4 separate regions of the Mus musculus genome follow, and all the other regions are linked to region 2. The links are chromatin contacts, called in public HiChIP or PLAC-seq and promoter capture Hi-C maps. All regions are on one chromosome and are shown on one strand. Each heading gives the region's core, a stretch centred on a gene start, on an enhancer-like site or on the middle of the called end of the contact. The rest is flanking DNA. Distances are from core to core; before and after follow the strand shown. Region 1 overlaps Mir670hg (a long non-coding RNA gene). Region 2 holds the start of Alkbh3 (alkB homolog 3, alpha-ketoglutarate-dependent dioxygenase). Region 3 holds the start of Mir670hg (a long non-coding RNA gene). Region 4 overlaps Mir670hg (a long non-coding RNA gene).

What was found. Promoter capture Hi-C pulls out the DNA fragments that hold promoters and counts their contacts. HiChIP or PLAC-seq counts read pairs in DNA pulled down with a chosen protein or histone mark.
Region 1: a promoter capture Hi-C map of liver shows a contact between it and region 2. The contact joins the enhancer-like site here to the promoter of Alkbh3 in region 2. A contact is called at or near these places in 7 of 39 promoter capture datasets (the C10 cell line, the HPC-7 cell line, cranial neural crest and 3 more), 9 of 484 Hi-C or Micro-C datasets (CD4 T cells, CD8 T cells, erythroblasts and 4 more), 3 of 115 datasets of contacts at active chromatin or transcription factors (the 230-238 cell line, extraembryonic endoderm stem cells and pro-B cells) and 3 of 9 other capture datasets (adipose tissue, liver and pancreatic islet).
Region 3: a FOXA1 HiChIP or PLAC-seq map of pancreatic cancer cells shows a contact between it and region 2. The contact joins the promoter of Mir670hg here to the promoter of Alkbh3 in region 2. A contact is called at or near these places in 24 of 39 promoter capture datasets (the 3T3-L1 cell line, 3T3-L1-derived adipocytes, the C10 cell line and 15 more), 1 of 15 datasets of contacts at CTCF or cohesin (the NIH/3T3 cell line), 2 of 484 Hi-C or Micro-C datasets (embryonic stem cells and nephron progenitors), 26 of 115 datasets of contacts at active chromatin or transcription factors (the 230-238 cell line, bone marrow-derived macrophages, craniofacial prominence and 15 more) and 4 of 9 other capture datasets (adipose tissue, embryonic stem cells, liver and 1 more).
Region 4: an H3K4me3 HiChIP or PLAC-seq map of forebrain shows a contact between it and region 2, with 3 times the contacts expected there. The contact joins the enhancer-like site here to the promoter of Alkbh3 in region 2. A contact is called at or near these places in 15 of 39 promoter capture datasets (the C10 cell line, the HPC-7 cell line, cancer-associated fibroblasts and 9 more), 2 of 15 datasets of contacts at CTCF or cohesin (both in the NIH/3T3 cell line), 4 of 484 Hi-C or Micro-C datasets (bone marrow-derived macrophages, embryonic stem cells, liver and 1 more), 21 of 115 datasets of contacts at active chromatin or transcription factors (the 230-238 cell line, DN3 thymocytes, bone marrow-derived macrophages and 12 more) and 5 of 9 other capture datasets (adipose tissue, embryonic stem cells, liver and 2 more).

What each region holds. Positions count from the first base shown.
Region 1 is chr2:94,176,102-94,179,465 of GRCm38.p6, forward strand. All of the region lies in intron 6 of Mir670hg (a long non-coding RNA gene), which reads right to left. Among named protein-coding and RNA genes, the nearest start is that of Gm39885, 20 kb to the left of the region's middle. Within about 2 kb of position 1,405, at least 391 of the 459 cell types and tissues checked have an H3K27ac peak or open chromatin away from gene starts, as enhancers often do. A contact at or near this core is called in the 230-238 cell line, CD8 T cells, the HPC-7 cell line and 10 more, where this site is marked.
Region 2 is chr2:94,009,118-94,012,636 of GRCm38.p6, forward strand. It overlaps Alkbh3 (alkB homolog 3, alpha-ketoglutarate-dependent dioxygenase), which reads right to left and starts at 1,613. Exons shown (of 10, transcript NM_026944.1): 1 at 1,566-1,613.
Region 3 is chr2:94,263,321-94,266,531 of GRCm38.p6, forward strand. Mir670hg (a long non-coding RNA gene) reads right to left here and starts at 1,783. Exons shown (of 8, transcript XR_003953878.1): 1 at 1,202-1,783.
Region 4 is chr2:94,245,619-94,249,000 of GRCm38.p6, forward strand. It overlaps Mir670hg (a long non-coding RNA gene), which reads right to left. Exons shown (of 8, transcript XR_003953878.1): 2 at 1,083-3,382; 3 at 1-459. Among named protein-coding and RNA genes, the nearest start is that of Mir129-2, 5.9 kb to the left of the region's middle. Within about 2 kb of position 1,328, at least 70 of the 459 cell types and tissues checked have an H3K27ac peak or open chromatin away from gene starts, as enhancers often do. A contact at or near this core is called in embryonic basal ganglia, embryonic forebrain, forebrain and 1 more, where this site is marked.

The sequences.
Region 1 (3,364 bases), core at 155-2,654, 170 kb after region 2:
ATCCACATACACGAATAAACTACTTATTCTCAGAAACTAAACCATTGCATAGAGGAAAACAAGACATTAGAAAGGCTTGACTCCAGGCCCCTTCCTACTGCCCATTCATCTTGGTTATAGTGATAAATGGAAAAACTAAGTATTTGTCATCTTCAAAAGTTTGAGTTTGTTTGTTTGTTGTTTTGTTTTTCGAGACAGGATTTCTCTGTATAGCTCTGGCTGTTCTGAAACTCTATAGACCAGGCTGGTCTTGAACTCAGAAATCCGCCTGCCTCTGCCTCCCAAGTGCTGGGATTAAAGGCGTGCCCCACCACTGCCCAGCAAGGTTTTACTTTTTAAAAATCATAAAAATGTACATGTGTGCATGTACACATGTCAGTGTCACATGAGGACAGGTTCCTGGAGTGGCCAGAAACATCAGATCCCTGGAGCTGGAGTTACAAGCTGTCCACTGGTCATGCTCAGAACCAAACTCAAGTACTCGTGTTTTCTGGGAGAGCAGCCAGTGTTCCTAGCTGCTAAGCTATTTCTTCAGATCCTGGATTTCTTTTTTGAAAAAACAGTAGACTTTTCTAAAGCTTATATTTATAAGATATTGGTTAGGAAAATTACCCTTTGAGGGCGCTGATAGTTCATTGGGTGAAGATGTTTGCTACCAATTCTGATAACCTGAGTTTGAACCCTGGGACCCATATGATGGAAGGAGAGAACTAACATCCACAGGTCGTCCTAACTCTGCTCTAAACGAACACCCACCCCCACCTCACCTCCACACACAGGTAAAAACGTAACTAAATATATTAATCTTTGGTGTTATTTCACACTAAAAGAAATTTTGGTGAAGCCATGTGAAACTTTTAATTCCAAGCAAGTGTGTACAGCCTTAAGAACTTTAAACAGAAAATATAAGTAGGTCTTACAATATTTTCTTTTCTGAAGCCATTAATCCTGCTACTAGTGAATAACACAGAAAACATTTCCCAGCAGTTCCAAAACTGGAATGCACACCGTGGAAAGTACCTAACAGAGGCCCTGGGGACGAAATGCCAGGATTCTGGGGTATAAAAACCTCACTGCTTCACAGGGAAATGTTATCTACTTACGTAAGTATCCAGACACAAAGATTAAATTCATCCCCAGCTTTACTGAAGTCAGGACCTTGCCCTTCCCAAAGCACCTTCGGAAGGCTTCCTAATGCATTCTTTAGCAAGCTGCAGGTAACTGCAACTTCTTTCAAAGCAAATTAACACTGTGCTTGTGATAGTTTGGAATGCCCCGGCAAACCCAGCTACTCTTGACATTCTGCCTTCCCAGATACGACATCAGTTTGCCAGCATTAGTGCATTCAGGCAGTATTGATTATTTTAAAATGACATTTCTCAATCTTCACTCGACGGGCAAGTGAGTTAAGTAACAGAGGAGGACAAAGGGGAGGAAGCTGACTAGCAATCCAACAAGCACTGAGTCTATGGATAGGAGACTGAAGTCACTTGAAACAGAATTGCACATACAATTCTAGCCGGATCTTTCTATTACATTTAAGCGGTCAGGAGGAAAGCAACTGTAAAGATGAAAAAATTAGAGAAACCCTCCTCACCACACACATCAAAGCATTCTTAAACAATATACAAAAACAAAGCAACAGTTTTACATGTAAGAAAATACCAATCACAATGCAACCTTTTAACCCTTTCCCTGTAAGTCTTGTCACATGATTCCCTTTAAAACTAAAAATTGGTATTGGGGTCCCAAAACCTTATTGCAAAAGCAATCATACCTCAGGGTGGATAACTCCAGATTATGGAAATAGACAGAATGTACCTAAGAGTACACACTGGCAGTAACACAGAGACCTAATTCTGTATGGACAGGTAAGACAGGTGCTGACATGCTCAGCAACTATATTATCTTAATACCCTGAGATTCACAGTAATCCATTCTGCCTCAGGTGTTCCCAAGAGCCAGTATCAAAGATCCTTAACTTGCAGAGGAACACTGTGAGCCAAATGTAACATGGGTAACAACAAACCTGGGTTCCCCCAAAAGAATCTAAATAACTTCTCAGCACCAGGAAAGTCAAAGAGCTTTGCTCCCTAAAGATAAAGGTACTTGTGATCCTGCCACCAGCTTTCACTTCAGCTTTGTCCATATACCTACCCACAAACAACTCAAAACCCACTCCCGGAGACACTTGTACAGGTTTAAGAACAAACCACGCTAACAGGAGACAGCCACAAGCTGGACAAACAAAATTTGCAAACAAGGTCAAAGTTCAGTACAAGCAAAAGACAATCAAATACGTGTCCGCACCCATGCCGAGAACTCATGCAAGTTCTTACACCCCAAAGCAGACAGGCAACACCCACATAAACACGCTTGCTAAAATTTTGGCTCTCTCCTAAGCCCCACTACCCCCAGAATAAAAGGCCCAGCAACACTCGGGTCCTGCGCAACCACGATTCCAGAGTGTGTAAGACAAGAGGACGGAGCAGAACACAAACCATAAGAGCAGAGAGCACACTCCAGACACCCAGGCACAGGCCATACTGACAGACAGGTCAAAGGCAGAAGGGCAGACCACCAGGATGTGGCCGCCTGCGACCCCACAAGCAGTCACAGGCCTCCTGGCTCATGGAAACACTGCAAGTCCAGCATGGACCCTCTCAGGCCTCTTGTCCACGCCCGGGACAAGAATGCCAGGGTCTCTGCCACCCCAAGGGTCTGCTGGTAGCCTTCTAACAGATCAGACAGTCCCCCAAGACCCTCAGAAAGCAGAAAACTTCTTATCGCCCTTTCGGAGGCGGCCATGACAGCAAAAAAAGAGCGGATTTTTTACGACAACTCCCACAATGCACGCGGACTACAACTCCCAGAGTGCAGCGGGCGGCCCCGCTGTTAACCCTGTTATGGCTATAGGGCTGACAAGCCCTGTACCCTTTCTCGCCCTGAAACCAAACTGTTGCACCTACTTTCAACCATCACAATCAGAAACTAACTTCGGAATTTTTAACAAACAACTACAGTTACGCTATCTGGACTCTTTCCCTTATCATATAAATCAGCTTAGCTTCACAGAACATTATCCCTGGCAGAGTACTTTTTGTTAATCTCCAGAGATGTCACACAGTCAAATATACACCATTGCAAGGATACATTTAGGTTCAATTAATTTTCCCTTTAATTTTTACAATTTTCTCTCATTTTTCTAAGTTATCATAGTTCAGAGAAATTTGTACTCAACACTATTAATTTAAAATACATTTAAATTTTTTCTGGGAATCAAGAGAAAGACCATCCTGTAACTGTTACAATGTTCTACGTCTCTCCATTTAATAAAACAAAAATTTTCAAATACATTGACTTA
Region 2 (3,519 bases), core at 363-2,862:
TGTGGATCCAAAGTACAAAGTTTCACTTGGATAACAATAAGCTTTACTGACCTCCTGCACAGAACAAGGGCCATAAATACCAAATCACTGCTGGGAATGGTGGCACATGCCTTTAATCCCAGCACTTGGGAGGCAGAGGCAGGCGAATTTCTGAGTTCGAGGCCAGCCTGGTCTACAGCAGGACAGCCAGGGCTACACAGAGAAACTGTCTCGAAAAAAAAAAAAAAAAAAAAAAAAAAACAAACAAAAAACCAAATCACTGGATAGCTCAGTTATGAAGAGTAGATTTTAAATATTTCCATCACAAAAAGGTATACGAGGTAAGAGATGTATTAATTTGATGCATTCATTCTATATCAAAAGCATATATCAAAATGTCACAGAATACCATAAATAAGAACAATGATTTGTCAACTTTAAAATTAAGTTTGAAATGAAAATCTAAAATATCCATGTACCACTTTTAAAACTACAATTTAGGAAAGACTCTATTTCTATGTTTATAACAAGCAGCAAAGGGTAAGATATGCTAATATGTATAGAGATCAGAAGGTTTAGTGACTTACAGAGACACTCAGGAAATCAATACTGATGAAAAGTTCAACTCTTGTCAGGTTCCAGCCTTGAGCTAATCAAACCCCCTATAATTTTGCCCAAAGGTTACCCTATAGCAAATACAGAATTCTTAAGGGTCAGGTCACATGTTCGGAACCTGCGAGCCACTTCTTTATGAGTCTAGGAAAGCTTCTAGCTCTCAAAGACAGTCCACTCATATGACTGCTTACACCACAGGTTCCCAGGCCTCGTCTCCTAGACCTTCCGATCCAACAGAGCTCAGGGCTCTGCTTAAATCTCCTTAGGACGTAGAAATGATGGTTTACAGGCACATACCAGTAATCCCAGCATCCAGGAGGCCTGAGCTAAATACTGAGACCCCGTCTCATCACCGACAACCCATCAAGTGCTTATCATTTACCAGGTAGGGCCTTGGAGAAGATGTCGATTCCCTCAAAAAGTTAATGACACAATCAAATCCAACTCTCCGGGCTTACCGAATGTGTGAAGGAAACCCTCGTGTATCATATTCTCGGAGACCTAAAGGCATAAGACTAGTGGGGGTCAGTGAAGGCCTCTGACCTGCTCACCTTGACGTGACTTGTTTAAGGCAAGTGGTGAACAGAAATTCCAGAGTGCTGTCTGAGACTTCCTGAGTGCTGTCAGTTCGAGGAGTCCCAGAACTTAATAGGTCCTAACAAAGGTCCCGCCACCCTGGAACTCCAAGCCTGAAAACCTTAAAAAGAACAAGGGCTCTGGCAGGTGCAGGAACTTGCTTGGAATGCACAGATCTATCCCGTCCCGCCAGCAAACCCCGTGGCAGCGGACGCCACCGTCTGACCTCAGGCCTCTCCCTCAAGCAGGAGACAGTCCCGCCCTCGAGGCTGAGGTACAGAGAAATGGCTAACAGCCTTCTGATGGCCCAGAAACGGACCCTCGGGCAGTCCTCACACGCCTGCCCCCGGCTCGCGGCCAGCAAGCCAGGAAGGAGCTGGGCGCCCCGGACCAACCTGGCTGGGCCCTGAGCAGAGGTCCCGACACGACCCTAATCAGCCGTCTGGACGCCGGGGAACCTTCAGAGTGAGGCACCAACTCCTGCAACGTCCAACCACAGGCCTCCGTTGCGCGTAGTTCCTCTTAGGTGACATACTGCCACCGCTTCCGCTTCCGGTGGGTAGCCCGGAGTCCGGGTTGCCCCGCATCCCTGGCAACTAAAGGGCCGGGTGGAGACGCTGAAGGGAATATGGTCGGAATGGGAACTGGAGTCAGGGGCACATGTGGGGATGAAGATGAGCCTCCTAGGCCTAGGTCCTCAGGAAACTAGTTCCCGAAACCAGTGCTGGCATCTTAGGTCTGTTGTGCAAAGGGCAACCGCACTCTCCCGGAACTTGTACTGATCCGGGAGTAGGGAGGACTGGGACATGCTGGGTTCTGCTATAGAATTCTCTCCTTACCTTGAAAACCATGAAGAGTCTAAGGTGCGCTTTGTTCTCAACGTAGCGCGCCCGTCTTTTCTACACAGCATTTACGCTGGGACGTGAGAGCATGCCTTATTTATCTGAGTTCCTCAGTGCTAAGGAAACTTTACTTGAGTCCACAGATCTGTCTAAATTTCATTCCAATGCCACCATTTGGGGCAAGTGCATTGCTTACTTTTTAAGTGGTCCTGTTAAGTGGGATTAAATGAGACAGCAGCGTCTGGACCACTATAGAAATCTAATAATTCACGATAGCTAAAGTGCCTTCTCACGCATCTGACCTCTTCACAAGCTTCTTTAAAGAGATCAGGTTAAGCCATGTCTCTTATAATTTGACAACTCTGACTGTAGCACCAAGTCAACTATTTTCTGTCAAATATTATTCTCTAAAATTTACCAAAACACAATCATTGTGGAGATCTTTCAAATAAGCCTGATTCTGTCAGGGTATCGGTAAAGGCTCCTTAAGAAAAATCCCCACTCGTCAAAAGAATAGAATCACCTGGCCAAAGAATGACCCCTAGGAAGGTAGGCTTACCTGAAGTAACACTAAAGAGATAAGTGGACTTATTAGTACTTTAATGAGACACTGTACTTCCTTTCTCCGATTCCCACCCTCTATCTCCGTCACTTAAGGAACATGGCCACGCCGGTTCCAAGCCTTCCTGCTTTTCTAAATTACCTAGAGAAACAACAACAAAAACTAAAAACAGCAGCAACAACAAAAACCATAGCTTACCTTTCTTGCTGTCCCTCCTGTAAGCATGCTTCTTTTAGGACTTCAGACTTTTGCCAGCATTTGATGTCCCCTTACTCTTTCTCTGATGCTTCCCTCTCTTACATGACAACGGCTGCCTTCCACTCAGTGACTGACCTCCATGCCCACTTAACACGGAATCCCCACCCCCTATTCTCTTCCTTGGGGCGGCTGTCTACAGTTTACCTGTCCTCAGATGTTTGGTGTGTTTTTCTTTTAAACTAACAAAATTGTCCTTATCCTTTCATTTGAGCCATTCTTTTATCCTTTTCTTAATAGAACTCCAGAAGGCAATTCCAATTCCCCCAGTATTGATGCTCAATAGCATTCAGCTGTAGTATCCTCCGTGTTCCTGACTGAGGTGCCCACGTGGCCGCCACAGTGGAGTCCAATTTTTACACCATCTTTGTTGTTGTTGTATATTCTGTGTCATTGAAAGAAAAATGATTTATCCCAGGACTGAAAGGAGAGAGAGCTGGATTGTAATTTTTACTTTTTTCCCCATTACCTAGTAATCTTTCGATGTCTGCTTTGGGCTCCGGAACATTTGATACATCTCCTAAAGGGTGTTATTTCTTTCCTTCTGGTGATTATAGCTTGGAATGGCAATAGAGATGCCTGGAATGAGGTGTTCCTAAAAGTAGTGGTTTACAGTGAGCCTCCCACAGAATGCTTCAAAGTTGCCATTTGAAATCACAGCACTTTTTCTTATTTTTAAAATATTTTTTA
Region 3 (3,211 bases), core at 533-3,032, 250 kb after region 2:
AATGCCCCCCTCTACAACACACAGTGGATAGACCTCCGGTGAATTAGAAAACCCTCCAAGTCCTTTTCAAACCTAATCTTGGGAGAGACACTTGTTGATTACCACCTGGCTTTGTGCCGCGGCGGGAGGGAACCTCCCCCGCTCGCCCCCCCCCCCCCCTCAGATCTCCGCAGCTCCACAAGGTACCTGACATCACACCAACAAAGCCTCCTCGGAAGCTCCCCCACCCTGACATACACCTTCGAGCCCCCTTGGCGCTTCCCTAGCTCAAGCTTGCCCACATCAGCGCTCCTCCACTCCCACCCCATTCCCCACCCCCACTCCAGTGCCAGGGAGGCCAACTTTGCAGCTTCACAGACGGCTCCTGTGAGCATCTATCCTTTCCCTCCCTCGCTGCCGCCCCCGCGATTTCGCCCTTCACCCTGCGGGGGCCTGCCTCTCTTCCTGCAGCAAAGTTTGCCAGGCGCCTTTCCAGGCGGTTTTCCTCCACACAACCAGCCTTACGAAATTGTGCATAAAGATTTCCCTCTACAGGTGGTTGTGAGCTGCAGCAGTTTTTTTTTTTTTTTTTCCCCTCTTGCAATGGAAACATTTTTTTTTTCTATTTCACCTACTAATCTTTTTTTTAAAATCATTTTTGCTTACACCTATTAAAGACAGCATTTTTTTTCCAGACTCTGCGAGGAGAGATTAATTTCTCTATTAAGGAAACATTGCCACATCCCTCACCAGCATGCTCCAACTCTCTTTAGCTCCCTCTGCTCCCCTCACTTTGTTCTGACTTCATGAAACCTTTTTGGAACTAGCTTTTCATGTGCAGAATCATTACAAGAATAATGAAGACATTTAGTGAATGAGAATCAGCCCCAAGTCTGGCAAACTAGAAGGTTCAGTTGCCCACTAGAGAAGTCCCCTCCCCTCTGCCACCCCCAACCCCACAACACAGCATCTTTTCCCCCTGTTCAACACCACAGGACTGTCTCCCGATTGCCATGCCTCTTGCAAGAACCACACATACAAGACCCTAACTAAGCCTGCTCACGAAGTCTAGGCAATTTGTACAGATATTGTTCAATGAAAAAAAAAAAAAAACAGACAGTAATCACGGACAGTCATAAAGAGCTGCTCTTCCGAACATTCACCAACTGACATCATAAACTTTGCCAAAGCCAAACATAAGGCACTGCATGGTATAACCTACCTTGGCGTGCTCCTTCACTTTTTATGCAAATGTTTTCCCCTCCACGCTTTACACAGATTTCTAGGGAAATTTGGAAGGGCTGGTGAGGGGGTGGGAGAGGGGAGGGGATGAGGGTAATATAAATAAGGAAGCATTTTAAATGCACCACGCAAAGAGCTCCGGATTTCACGTCGTGTCTGCACTCTTCCCGGAGCAAAGCAAAACAGTTCTCCTTCAGTGCCAGACTTGTAGGGAGAGGGAGAAGAGAGCGGGAGGGGGAGAGAGGGAGGGGAGAGAGGGAGAGAAGAGAAAGAAAGGGTAGGGGAGATGCTGAAAAAGGGAGGGGAGGGAAGAAGGGAGGGGGGAGAGAGAAGGAGGGAGGAGAGGGGAGGAGAGCAGCCAGAGGGAAAGAGAAGAGAGGAGGCAGCCCCCTCCCACACTCCCACCCCCTCACATTCGGGCGCCTCCTGAGTAACTGATCAGAACACAGAATTCATCACCCACGTTCGAAAACCCCCGACCAGGGACTAAGTCTCAATGCACACACATTGGGGTCTATTTATAGACACACCCTAATGATATGCGTTGCTTTCTGAGTGTAAATGTGTGTGCACGCTGCCCGAATTACATATGATTCCTTTGAAAGGTATGATTTTTTTTTTTAAATACTGCAGTGCGACTGCTTCTGTTTAGCTTTCCTTTGAGTCAGGAAAATATGCATCAATTTTGAAGAGACTCTGGAAAAATGATGGGGGTCTCGGTGTTTACAAAACCCTGGCTCCCCCCGGTCCCCTGCAAAGCTGGGATATTTGCAGAGTTGGGGCTGTTTGGAAAGGCTCCAGCCCTGGCTCGGTGTAGCACGCCCAGTTCCAGCAGCGTGTGCTATTGACCTGCATTGACGTCAGTGCGTCATTAGGTCTCCCTTAGAAACACTGACTTTCAAAAATAGTATCAAATTAATTCAGCTGGAGCCTGGTGAAGAAAGGCTACTAGCTAGAATCAGCCATAAAACTCCAGAATTTTCAGCCCTAGATCTCTTCTTCTTTGCTAGGAGCCAAATAGAATCAGATTGTATGGAAATTGCTATCGATGGGATTTTTTTTTTTTCCTTAAGAAAGGGGACCAAATTAGATTGCAAAACCAGAAGTGCTTCTTCTTTTTTTTCCCTCTCTCTCGCCCCACCCCCTCTCTTTTTTTCCCCCTGGTCTAAAAATAGCTCCCTGCCTGAGCTGACTGCAGTATCTTTTGTGTTGCAGCCCTGTTTTTTTTTTTTTTTTCCTCCAGTCTGGACCCTGTGAACAGTGGCACACAGTATATACATTGGTCTATTGTTGTTTGCAATGTCAGGAATTCATTTTAATAAAACAGGTGTGTCTTAGGATGGTGAGGGGCGTTGTGAGGGAGGGAGCTCCACGGGAGAGACTCCTGCCATTCATAGCTGTTTCCTTCTTCCAATTCATTTTTTTTCCCAAAGACACAATTCCCACCCCACGTGTCTCACGTGGCCTCTGACCAGCACATGCAACCCCCATTCATACAAACACAAAGTGCCAGCACATTCATGCTTTGTGGAGACAGTACATTCATAGACAAGGACTCTGGGCTATTCTTCCTCGTGTGGTTGCGTGGCAGAAAAGACACAGGATTCATGCCTCAAAATAGAAGGAGGTTTCATCCGAGGGGAACTTAAATACACAACCTGATGCCAAAATTGCATCATTAAAATTCTGCATTTATTAAGTATGTGCTTGCTGCCGAGGACACTTGTGTCCTTTACATAGCTAAACGTTGTAATTTCCGAAGGTCTCTTTTGCATCCAGACGTTTCATATGTACCTGTGACTTCTTTACGGGACCACCGAGCACCTTCACCACAGATATATCATCTTCAGATTTTTTTGGGGGGGGGTTTGTGGCTTTTCATTTTCGGAGGAGGGATTTAATACTCATCTGGTGGTCTTCATTTCTTGCAAAGTTGTTGCACCTTGGCCCCTCCTCCTAGCCCACCCCCCTCAAATAGGCTACGCTTGTG
Region 4 (3,382 bases), core at 78-2,577, 240 kb after region 2:
CTTTTTATTCCCTTTATCCCATGCAATTCTGGTTTACATTCCACAGTCTCCATTAATCTCGCATTGAAATGGGCCATTAAATTGTGTCGGGCCACCCTTTAAGACAGAGAAAATACGGAGGGGAGAGGGCAGTAGAGAGAACCCAGCTCAACAGCGCCGACTCATAACGAGGGAGTGCGTTGCAGCTGCTATTGATTCAAATTTGTCAGGGTGATTCCCAACTCTGCAAGAATTCCTTCTCGGTTCCTTTGCATGCAGCCCCCAATTCATTATATACACACATCCACACACACACAGAGTTACACCCTCCCCCACCCCCCTCAGTCTCATTCTCCCACTTAGCAAAGGGCAAAAAGGCAGCCAAGGATGCATCCTGAGCATGCACAAAGTAAGCATCGGCTTGTACTTACAGTCTGCGGCATGCACATGACATAATATTACTTACCCAAGCGGGAACTCCTTAAGAGAAAGAAACATGGGGGAGGGGGTAAAGAAAGGAGAGAGGAAAGGAAAAATCCAACAATTAATTTCCAGACATGGGGGTAGGGAGGAGGAATGTGGTGGTGTCCAGGTTTTCTTCCACCCTCGCTGGCTTTTTATCCCAGTACAGCCCTCGGTCTATTTCTGGAACACGATCAAACCCAGATGCTATTTTTAGCAAGTACTGAAAAAACCTGCACACAAAAAAAGGCATTTCGCTGGAACGTTGAGTCCAAAACATTAAATGTGCACCAAGCGCCCCCTCCTCACTTGTTTCTGCATCACTAGACCCTCTCGCATTGCTTCAGGTGTTTTTCAAAACAGAAAAATACCCAAGTATTTCTTCTGTTCTCCCTCCCTCATATTAACTCTCATGCCTCTGCCTGTTGCAAGCGCCACACAGTCTCTCAGGCTGAAGGCATTGGAGTGGTTGTATCCTTAGAGCTGCAGGTCTCCATTGACCAGATTTCCTACATGTTGGGGAAACCGGAGTGGGGATTATTAGCCCCTTTCCCCAGAAAAGCTTCCCTGAAAAGCTCAAGAGTCTAATGCTACCCTCGATGGACATCCCCAAATGGGGGGGGGGGGAGATTCATCCATACCCTTCCCACATTCTCCATACTCGCTTTGCAAAATCTCTTGGTGTTTGCAACACACCGCCTTTGGGAATGTAAATTTTAAAAGCTGCACGTGTGTGTGTGTGTGTGTGTGTGTGTGTGTGTGTGTTGCGTTCTAGTATTTCACTATGAGGAGGATGGAGAAAATAGACTCATGAAGACAGCGCGGAGCAGCCGCCTCGAGTCTCCTTTGCCTGCCTGCGTCAGTCATCAGCTGCTGACGTCACGTGCAGATTCTCCTCTTTGGTGGGTCTGGTTCAATCTAGAAGAGGCTTCTGCTCAGAGACAGTGCTTTGTGTTCAGCGCAGCCACTGAGCAGGCGAGGCAGCCGAGGTGGGCGCCACCCCAGGCTTGGGCTGGCCATCAGCAAAAGAGGCACAGACCGTGCTGAGGGCCCCCGAGGGGCGTGCCGATCTGGACTACCCCCTCCCCAAACACCCAACAGCTCATTGCAAACTCGGTGCACAGACTCCTGAGTGTGTGCCTTCCCCGCCCTTTCGCATCTGGCCACAGTAACCGAGCAGGCTACGGCTATAACTCGGATTAATTCTCAGTTTGTTGGCCAGATAGCCCCGGCTCTTCGAGTGACGCAAATAACAGATTCACGGCTCCCCCGCCTCTCTCCAGCTCTCGAGATCCCTTCCCCCTCCCCTTTCTTTCTCCTCTTCTTTTTCCTGCGCCCACGCATCCTGCTTGGTCTCCCACGGAATCATCTAGCTACTGCTTCCCAGAGAGCAAGGATCTGAGTTACAGAGAGTCAGGCAGACACAGTACAGGGACAGATAAGCCTGAAATTGACCTCTCGTGCGCAAAACACACACACACACACACACACACACACACACACACACACACACACACACACACCGGCACACACTTTCACCAATGACCAGCAGCTCTTTGGGATGCTGGTGATGGGAATGCCTAGAGGGGAGGACCCGAGCTTGCTTTTGCACTTTTCCTCCTTGCTTCTAAAGAGGGAATCCACCCCTACAAATAGCAGGCTATTGGTGAATATGCAACTTTCCCTCCATATGAGGCAGAAGAAATTCAACAAAGGCTGCAGGTGCTGTCTCTAGCTACATTATCAGGCCTATTTAAAGCCAGAACCTTTACTCTTAAATACCAGCAGGTTTTTTTTCTTCTTAAAAGAATGACCCACAAAAATGAGCTCAATGATGGGCATTATTTTCAAACCAGTCGGAATAGCCCTTGTTTCATGATAATCTGTGTATCAGAGTGTGTGCCTGAATGGGGTGGTTTCAGAAGATATGCCACACCTCAGCATAACAAAGGGTTTCTTGATCGATGGAGATGGAAGGAATTCTTACAAATGGGAAGATCTGCACAAATGACACACAGATTCCCCTCCTCAGGTGCACACAGCACTGGATCTCTCTGGAATGATCTTTGCTTCAGAATGGGAAAAATTAGGAAGTCAGAGGCTACACACAGATATTTCGGGCACGAACCATTTCCTTTCATAACCCTAACTATCAGATTTCCTTTACTGCGCTTGTGTTGGATGCTGATAAACAATTATCCAGAGGTCACCAAGAGGATTTGGGCTACATGGTCTGGAAAAGAAGGGTCATGAGACTCAGGCTATTATACCCTCCCCAGGCCCTCAGAACCTTTGTAAGCTGTATTCCAAGGTTTCTGTTTAAGTTTAGACTCCTGAAGTACCTTCCGTTTTTTGTCTGTGGCTTAAGCTTGCCTGCTTGAGAGGGACAGAGGACATCTGCTCCACTCGGAGGACACCCTCCGGCAGCCCATCAGCAGCTGTTTATTTTTAGCTCTCTGAATGCATGCATGTATGTATGCATGTGAGAATGTTGCTGCAGTGGACTGGTGTGCAGCCAGAAGAAGCATCAATGAGAGAAGGGACAGCAGTGGCCCTGGTTCTTGTACTGGGGATGGCTTATCACATGGGGTTATCAGATGTGACCAAGCAGACACGAAATGGCAGGCAGTATTTCAATGAAGGATTCTTGGATTAATAAAAATGTCTGGCTACGTGTATCTCTAAGGGCAGATAGATGTGTTTTTAGACACAAGATATAAGCAAAGATTAGGCTCATTCACAGAAAATGTAAGGTTTCTACATAGATGGCACACACTTTATAGCAAAGATACAATTTAGAATAGTATTGTGTTCTCTATTCTCTGTTTGGTGGTGGTATGCTACCATGCTTGATTTGAAACCACAGAAAACTCATGATTCCCAGTATTTCTAAGGAAATCCTGAATAATACCAGGTTGAGGATGGCTGAAATGTTCTTAGG